2 separate regions of the Sus scrofa genome follow, and region 1 is linked to region 2. Evidence: chromatin contacts called from public Hi-C data. All regions are on one chromosome and are shown on one strand. Each heading gives the region's core, a stretch centred on a gene start, on an enhancer-like site or on the middle of the called end of the contact. The rest is flanking DNA. Distances are from core to core; before and after follow the strand shown.

Evidence for each region. Hi-C and Micro-C count contacts between places; a contact is called where the count stands out from the background.
Region 1: a contact with region 2 is called in a Hi-C map of liver, with 1.8 times the contacts expected there. The contact joins two enhancer-like sites. A contact is called at or near these places in 5 of 47 Hi-C or Micro-C datasets (embryonic fibroblasts, epiblast stem cells, fetal skeletal muscle and 1 more).

Annotation. Positions count from the first base shown.
Region 1 is chr8:65,962,270-65,966,726 of Sscrofa11.1, reverse strand. No RefSeq gene overlaps it. Among named protein-coding and RNA genes, the nearest start is that of YTHDC1, 120 kb to the left of the region's middle. Within about 2 kb of position 2,621, at least 1 of the 83 cell types and tissues checked has an H3K27ac peak or open chromatin away from gene starts, as enhancers often do. A contact at or near this core is called in liver, where this site is marked.
Region 2 is chr8:65,474,960-65,480,033 of Sscrofa11.1, reverse strand. GNRHR (gonadotropin releasing hormone receptor) reads left to right here. Exons shown (of 3, transcript NM_214273.1): 2 at 3,004-3,223; 3 at 4,117-4,454. The coding sequence ends at 4,361. Among named protein-coding and RNA genes, the nearest start is that of UBA6, 6.7 kb to the right of the region's middle. Within about 2 kb of position 3,538, at least 2 of the 83 cell types and tissues checked have an H3K27ac peak or open chromatin away from gene starts, as enhancers often do. A contact at or near this core is called in liver, where this site is marked.

The DNA of each region.
Region 1 (4,457 bases), core at 1,372-3,871, 490 kb before region 2:
AAGAAAGTATGTTATTTATGGCACATTCTCAGTAAAGATCTATTGAATAAAGAGGGAAGATAAAAATAAGCAAACATAGTAATGTATGTGAAATGAAAAAGAAGGCATTACTTTGGGAAGAAAAGAATGAACAATATTACCTTCATGAATGTTTATGCCTTAATTTCTATAATTCTGAACTTTACCACAGTACCTCCATTCCATGTTAGTGTATATAAAACCTTGTTTTCCATTTTCCTACATGCTACACAAACACAGGCTAAAGACACGGTTTAGATGATGATCCTATCCTCATGCTTGAATATATTTCATGATACATAATATATTTAATGGTTTTAGGACACTTCTGAATCAGCTTCTACACTGTAGTTGTGAAATGGATTCCAATATAGAGATATACTCAATAGATATTTGTTGTTCTTAATTTTCATAACCAAAATGCTATAATTTGTCCTAACACAGTTTTTATTATACAACTCTCAAGGTGGTGTTGAAGACAGAGGCCAGTTAAACGCAACTATAAGATCTCCCGTGGAGTTACCTGGTGGTTCAGTGGGTAAAGAATCTAGCATTGTCACTGCTGTGGCTCTGGTTACAGCTGTGGGACAGGCTTAACCCCTGGCCTGGAAAATTCCACATACCATGGATGAAGCAACAAAAAAACAAAACTCTCTTATTTGACACTGATTCATGAATCAGTACTTCTTTGGCATAGCTGTATCCAGGTTAAATAAAAACCACAGTCAATAATCTTGCATACCCTTGACTCCTCTGCTTCTCTCTTGCTTCATCACTGTGACATTTGCTTTTATCAAAACCCTGATAAAATCCAAATCTCCACCTATTCTTTTCCTATACTATGCAGCCGAACATGTTTGGAGAAAAATCCACAACCAGACTAACTGGTCTAACTTCAAATTCACGATCACAAACTTCCAGCGTGCTCTCAGTTTCCCCCACATCATACTATATTTCTCTATTCGCTCTTTCATTCTTCTGGCCATCTATTTCACATCTCTTCCTCTCTTCACTTCTCCTATCACCTCCTTATCCATCCCCATTCTCCACTGATGACATTGCTTCTTACCTTCTTCCCTGAAAACTGAAGCATCATGAAGAAACCCTCTACCACCTCTACTCACTCACCAGCAACTGTTGCACACTCAGCCTGCTTGTCTGTTGCCCCAGGTGCTCAGATGGAAGCTGATCCCTCCAACACGTCAGGGAGGAAGAACTTTTCCTTTCCCTCGTGGGACATTCTTCCGGATGGTTTAGAAATTAAATTGACATGACACAGCTGAACAGGAGAAAATCAAGTAAAAGTTTAATAACATGTAAGCATAGGAGACAACTGATTTGGATGCCCAAAATGGCAGAAGCCCTCACCTTAATTAGCTAAAGACAAAAGAGGACGTTAGGGGTCATGATCTGGAACTTCAAAGTATAGAAGGCAATACACATGATATGGAAAAGCAAATGTTTGCTAAAAAGATGTTTGTAGCCCATACAGAGACAAATGGGACACAGAGCAGACTCATCTCTAGGCCTGCCCCCAGTTCCCCCAGCACACCTGGTCCACAGTCTTTGATGACAGCTCTATTCTGGGAACAAGTCCTTTATTTAATTTTTTTAGGCAGCAAAGAAGTGGACAAAAAGAAAGACTTCCTGAATCTTGTTTCTTAAAAACAATCAGCCAAAATAAACCCTCCTGGAGTTCCCATCTTGGCATAGCAGAAAGGAATCCAACTAGGAACCATAAGGTTGAGGGTTTGATCCCCGGCCTCGGTCAGTGGGTTAAGGATCTGGCGTTGCTGTGAACTGTGGTGTAGTTTGCAGATGCAGCTTGGATCTGGCATTGCTGTGGCTGTGGTATAGGTCGGTGGCTACAGCTCCAATTAGACCCCTAGCCTGGGAACCTTCATATGCTGTGAGTGCAGCCCTAAAGAAGACAAAGACAAAACAAACAAACAAACAAAAAACCCAAAATAAATCCTCCTACCAAAGAGACACATTTTGAGGTGGCAAGTTTTGCTCCCCTACAACATTCACACTAGGTCCTGTCTCCTCTCACCTACTTAAAGCATTTGCTCTAGCAACGCTTCCCTCTCTCTCTTTTCTTTTTGTTATTTCCTGGATCTTCAAACAAAAAAGCAAATACCAAAAAAAATTATCTTGACCCCACTTTCTCCACCAGTAGCTCCTCCAAGGCTCTGGTCTATATTTAAATTTATCCATAAATTGGACTATATTTACTATTTCCTATACCTCTCCTTCCATTACTCCTCAAATACATGATCAAACTTTGGCCTCATGATTTCACCAAAACTACTCTTTGCAAGGACACCTGTAGTCTCTCTGTTGCTAAAGCTCATGGCGGATTCTCATCTTCTATGTCTTATCAACAGCATCTGGCACAGTTCTTCTCCCCTTCCCCATCATAAACCTTCTTTGTCTTCCAGGGCACCATATACTCCTGAATCTGCTACTCTTAGATTCTAAACTTGCAGGCTAGGAGTTCTCTTGTCGGTACAGCAGGTTAAAGATCCGATGTTGTCACTGCAGCGGCTCAGATTGCTGCTGTGGCAAGGTTCCATCCCTGGCCCAGGAACATTCACACTGCACGGGCATGGCCAAAAACAAACCAAACCTCCCCTCCCCCCAAAAAAAGCAGGTGAGTTCACAGATACCCTTGTTCTTGACCTCTTAATGTTGAGTAACGCCAAAACAAAAACCCTGTTAGCCGTATCTCAGTCGCAAGGTTTTGAATACCATCCACTTGATGATTTTTCCAGATTTTTATCTTCAGCCCAGACCTCTCTCCCCAAATCCAACAGCATATGTCCAATTGCCTCCTGCTTATATCCATTCAGATGTCAAATATCCATCTGAGACACAAAATGTCCTTTCTCCAAATGCCTTATCCCCACTGCCTCCCATCTCAGGCAAGACCATTCTTCCAGTTGTTCAGGTCCCAAACCTTGCAATCCTCTTGACTCCTCCCTTTCACTCATATCCACAGCTCAAGTTTTTCTAACATATTAGCCTTCTCTATGATTTTGTCTACAGGGAAGCGCACTTATCAATTGTTTGTAAACTAATCTTCAGCTTCCTTTTGAGAAGAACGTCGTTTTCCACTTCTCCCATTATCTGAAACTCCATAATTCCAGCAACATTAGCTTCAGTAGTTGAGCACTCATTTTCAAATATTCTTGTTACTGTGGAATAGAGTTCATTCTGGGAAAAGAAACATGAAAGCCTTTACAACAGCATAATAGCTTCCTAAAATCTTTTCATTCCTCATAAGCTCCTGCTACCTTCAATTCAGCTTCCTGTTCATGGGTTGTTAAGTCACCTACTTAGTCTGCAGCTTACTCTGCTTAGACACCAAGTGGAATAATCGACTTGTTTGGGCATTTAGTGACAAAGAATTGGCCTCCAGTTTCCTTGGCCTCCAAAAGGTACTTCCAGCTACAACCTTTTCAATGAACTCTAGCCTCATACAAACAGTGACCTGTTTCACATCTCCTCATAGATATCCAAGAGCTCTATTTAATGGAGCAACTCTAAAAACAAGGCCTTGGTTTCTACTCCCAGCCTCTATCAGTGGCATTACCATAAACCCTGACTGCTTAGACCCAAACCTTCTAACACAACCACTCTATCAGCAGATCCTGCTAGCTCAACCATCAAAATACACAAGACTTCAACAATTTCTTACTATATCTGCAGTCCCAATAACCAGTTTTCTCACCTAAACAGAATAACAGCCTCTGAGCTCCCTTTTCCTGGTCCCACTTAGCCTTGACAGCCAGTTTCTGCTTCCCCAGAAACTAATTTCTTGTAGCCACTGGGAGTCTTTTGAACTGTAAGTTTGACCACATCATCTTCCATTTTAAAACCTTACAATAGCTTTCCACCAAACTTAGAATAAAATTCGGAGTTCTCATTACACCCTATAAAGTTCAATGAAATGTTTTCTTTGGCCATTACCTCTATACATTTTTATCTTTCTACTCTTTCTCTAACTCAGCAGTTACTTTGGCTCCTTTGCTGTTTATCAAGCATCTCATGAATTCTGCTTCTGCATTTCTGCTTCCGTTGTCTTTTCTACCTAATGAATTATTTTCCTGGAAACCCATGTGATTTGTCCCCCTTATCATTTCATTCCAGTCTCATCTCAGATGTGGTTCTCACAGAGTATCTCTCTCAGAGTAGCCTCTGTTACTCATTGTGAAATGGAGTTTTAACTAAAGAACAACCCCCCCCCCTTGGCTAAGAAGGCAGCTGCAAGCCTTTTCAGCTGTGCTCATCACTATGCCACCCTTCTTGTAATAATGTAACAACTGTGTGCTCTCTGTCCAAGCCAGCAGCCCTGCTAATCAAGTACCCAGCATTGCTTATCAGTTCTGCTTCTGTAACCTTACTTGCTCAGTTTCTTAGGGAGGAACACTGTCTGC
Region 2 (5,074 bases), core at 2,289-4,788:
AATTATTTTTTGCCGTTGAAGCTGTAAAAATAACTGAAAAAGGTCAACATTTTAATTTAAAAAAAAGACATGGGATTATAGTTTATATTTATATCCTATTTGCATTTATTTTATTGTTTATATTGTATACCTCATTAAATTTTTCTACTCTACAAAGAAAGACAGTATTTTTTTAAAGGCATAGTCTACTCCTACTCCATCATCTCAAAAAGGAAAGAAATTCCGGGCCTATTAGATTAATTAAGTGTCATTTAAATTTACTCATTCAATCAAAAACTAAAGGAAATTAATAGTCTCTCATTTGTTTAAAAAAATTCTCTAACACTTCTATTTGAATTAACTTGCTATTGGTTTTAAAGTGCTTGGGCAATCTTACCTTTTCGTGTAAATAAAGTTTCATGATAAAATTAAGTTTTTCAGCAGAAAATCTTAGAAATGACAAGGTAAGAAATATGCTTGACGAACACAGAAAGAATGAATAAATGTCTGCCGGAACTTGTTTTTGAAAACTACTTGCATCTTTTCCTTGATAGTTGACTCAGCTTATTCTTTTTTTTCTGTCTTTTCTAGGGGCGAACCTGAGGCATATGGAGTTTCCCAGGCGAGGGGTCTAATCAGAGCTATAGCCACCCACCTGTGCCAAAGCCGCAGCAACGCCAGATTGGAGCGGCATCTTCGACCTACACCACAGCTTACGGCAACACTGGATCCTTAACCCACTGAGCAAGGCCAGGGATTGAACCCACAACCTCATGGTTCCTAGTCGGATTTGTTAACCACTGAGCCACGATGAGAACTCCTCAGTTTATTCCCTTTTTAACATAATTTCACACTTAGAGAAAGGTTGCAGCAATCATGCAAAGATTTCCAGAATACCTTTCCCTCAGTTTTCCCAAATATTAGCATTTTATTACATTTGCTTATTTGCTCTATTATCTGTCGTTATATACATTTTTTTTTCCTGGATTGTTTAAAAGTAAGTTTGGCTATTGCATTTGGGGTGTATACGCAATGAGATCCTGCTGTATAGCACAGGGAACCATATCTAATCACTTGTGATGGAAGATGGCTAATGTGAGAAAAAGAATGTGTATGTTTATATATATATATATGTGTGTGTGTGTGTATATATATATCTGACTGGGTCTCTTGGCTGTACAGCAGAAATCGAGAGAACATTGTAAATCAACTATAATAGAAAAAATAAAAATCTTAAAAAATAAAAATTAAAGTAAGTTTGGACATGATGTCCCTTTCAGTACTTTAAAGTTTTTGTTCCAGCACATAACCACAGTACAAGTATCAAAATCAGGAAGTGAGTACTAATATAGTATTGTTATTTAGTCTATACCTTATTCATGTCTCACTAGTTGTCTGAATAATGTCTCATTTAAAAATCCAAGTCTATGTGGGGGGATTCAGTTACTATGAACTAGAATCATTCCTTGGGCTTTGTGTTTCATGACATTGACATTTTTGAAGCATGCAGGTCAGTTATTTTGCAGAGTGTCTCTCAGTTTGAGTTTGTCTGTGTTCATTATTCATGTAAGGTGCCCAATAACCCTATCAATTAGATACAATTATTGTCTTTTATTTATTAAGAAATTAAGGTTAATGGGAGTTCCTGTCGTGGCTCAGTGGTTAACAAATCTGACTCGCATCCAGCTACTGTTCTAGGAATTGATTTTTTAGATTATTTTCCATGTTTTCCAGTTACAAATAATGCATCAATGAGTAATCTTGTGCATATTTAGTTTCATGTAATTGAGGTAGGAATGTATCTTCAAGGTGAATTCCTAAATGTCAGATGACTGGGTCAAAGATAAATGCATATATAGCTATGCTAATTATTGCCAAATTCCCCTCCTTAATGGTTGTACCAATCTGCATTGTTACCAAAGTAGAGAGTCTCAGAAGTTCCTGCTGTGGTGCAGCAGAAACAAATTCAACTAGTATCCATGAGGACTCAGGTTCAATCCCTAGCCTTGCTCAGTGGGTTAAGGATCCAGGGTTGCTGTGAGTTGAGGTGTAGGTCTCAGAGAAGGCTCAGATCTGGATCTGGCATTGCTGTGGCTGTGATGTAGGCCAGCAGTTGTAGCTCCAATTCGATTCCCTAGCCTGGGAACTTCCATATGCCTCAGGTGCGGCCCTAAAAAGCAAAAAACAAACAAAAAAACAAAAACAAAACAACCAACCAAAAAAAGTATGAGAGTCTCTCTTTCCCCATGGCCTTGACACGAATTCTACTATTTTTTTTTTTTGATTTGTCAATCTTGAGAGTGAAAAATGGCATATCAACGTAGCCTTAATTGGTTGGCACTGCTCTTACCATAAGTGAGGTTGAATATCTTTTCGTATCTTAAGAGCCACTGTTATTTTTTTGTAGTTTTTATTTTTTTGGCACACCAGGGGCATGTGGAAGTTCCCAGGCCAAGGCTCAAACCCAAGCCACAGCAGTGACCCAAACTGCTGTAGTGACAATGCCAGCCCCCTGATTCAATGGGAACTGCTACAAGGGAACTTTGTACATTTTTTTGTGAACTGTCTGTTCATCTTTTGACCATTTTAATGGGGTTTATGTCTCAAAAACAAAATTTAAATATGTACTTTTGAGGACATACTCTAAATGCTAGACACAGTTTTATGCACTGCAGATATGACAGTGAAATCACTTGCAAAAAGTTTACTCTGCATAACTGCATTTCAAATTGAAATACAGACAAGGTTTAAGTCTTTGATGATTGTTATGCAAGGTTGAAGCAATTTCCAAAGAAATCCAAAATCCTACAGATCCATTCACATTACCCAAACCTGCATAAGTAAAGATCCACTTACGACTTTTTATAGAAACACCAAAAGGATAATATCAAGAAGCTTAGCAGCTGCTTTGGGCAACAACATGTAGGAAAGCTAGCAGAATACAGAAAAGAAAACTTTCAAGAACACTTGCAATACTGTTTGACAATAAGCAACATCATGCTTTAATTTTATTTTCTCCTACAGTTATACATCTTCAGGATGATCCATTTAGCAGACAGCTCTGGACAGACAGAAGGTTTCTCTCAATGTGTAACACATGGCAGTTTTCCACAATGGTGGCATCAAGCCTTTTATAACTTTTTCACCTTTAGCTGCCTCTTCATTATCCCTCTCCTCATCATGTTGATCTGCAACGCAAAAATCATGTTCACTCTGACAAGAGTCCTTCAGCAGGATCCCCACAGTATGTATTCCTCAGATTTGGTGTTAATTGCAGGTAGACAGTGTTTAACAGCAATCCAGCAAGCGTTTAAGCAGAATGGCACTTACTATCAGCCAAAAACTATCCTAAGCCGTTTGCATAAACTTATTTTAATATTCACAGTCATCCCATAAGGGGATACTTTTATTATCCCCAATTTATAGATGCAGTCATTTAATGTCTCCTAACATTCTAACTTTACACCATGGAACTGAAGATGAAAGGACAGTTACTGCATTTTCCCAGTATAAGCTCTGGCAAATTGTTCCTGTTGGGGCAATCACAGCACTACAGCAAACACCTGATGTCTAGAATGTAGCAAAGTACAATTCGTTAAATGGTAGCCAGTTGACTTGTTAAGGAGGTAAGCTGTCCTATTTCACATTCAGATCCCTTGTATCCACACAATATATCCACACACTTTCCACATTTAACTTCACAGATGTGATTGTGCCTTTTTTGCTTTGGGAATCTGGTGCATTCCTAAAAGCTGAAATCTATGAATTTATAAAGTAAACATGATTGTGACGACATGACAACCAAAAAGCAGGGAATTCAATTCAGCTCAAACTCAGTCTGCTCTCTTAAATTTATATTTTAAGAATTTGAATAATTCCGTAGTTCAACCCATATTAGTTTGGTAGAAAAATTAATTTTAAGAGTGTTATCATCTTTAATATTTTCTATTTATTTTGCAACATAGTGGAAAACTTGAAATATAAACATGTTTTTCAAACAAACTATCATCATTAAAAATATTAGACATTTTCTTCCATTATATTCATTACGTTTAGTGATTCTCTCTTGCTTTTTGTCTGCTTTGGTTTTGTAATAAAACTGGTCATTAAACACCTTGTCTTTTCTCTACCTGAAAGACCTGCAACTGAATCAATCCAAGAACAACATACCACGAGCTCGGTTGAGGACTCTGAAGATGACAGTTGCATTTGCTGCTTCATTTATTGTCTGCTGGACTCCCTACTATGTCCTAGGAATTTGGTACTGGTTTGATCCCGAAATGGTAAACAGGGTGTCAGATCCAGTCAATCACTTCTTCTTTCTCTTTGCTTTTTTAAATCCATGCTTTGATCCACTTATATACGGATATTTCTCTCTGTAATTTTGTTAGACTATATACAGAATTATATAAAGAAGGGCAAAATGATGAATTTCCCCTTTGGGGAATGACAAGCACAAAGCATATTGTAGCACATTTACATAAAAACAAAGCAGAATTTTAGGGTATAATATTATTATTTTTCTCTTAGAAATCATATTGTCAGAGACCCAATTAGAAGGAAAAAAAATTGTAGGAAAAATAATGAAATATTTCCACTTAATCATGAGCTTCTGAATGAATCTCTGTGCTTTCTGAGCTCCTATAGTACATTATATGAGTTTTTAAAATCCTTTTCTTCTTGTATAATAATGTATGAATACTTAAAATAGCCATTTCCTAAGGCAAATAAATGCCAAAAAATTAGGCTAGGAACACAGTCCTAACTCCATCATGCCTTGGAGAGTTTTTCTCTGAAGGGACTTAGCAGCAATTATGTCATGCTAAAATAATACATGGAGCACAGAGAGAGCATCTCCCTGCCCATATGATCAGTTTTCACTCCTATGGTTAAAAATAATAATAATAATAATAATGCAATCAATCTAATTTTTTCTTTGGCTTCAAAAGGCTTCTGATGTTTGGAGTAGTCAGCTTCCAACTCACTGTCCACTTCTCCAACCTGACGAGACTTGTAAACAGTTCTCCTTCACCCCATTCGTCACAGGGTAAGGTTGTGAAGGGTCTTCATATAGAAGGGAATCTTAGAGACATTT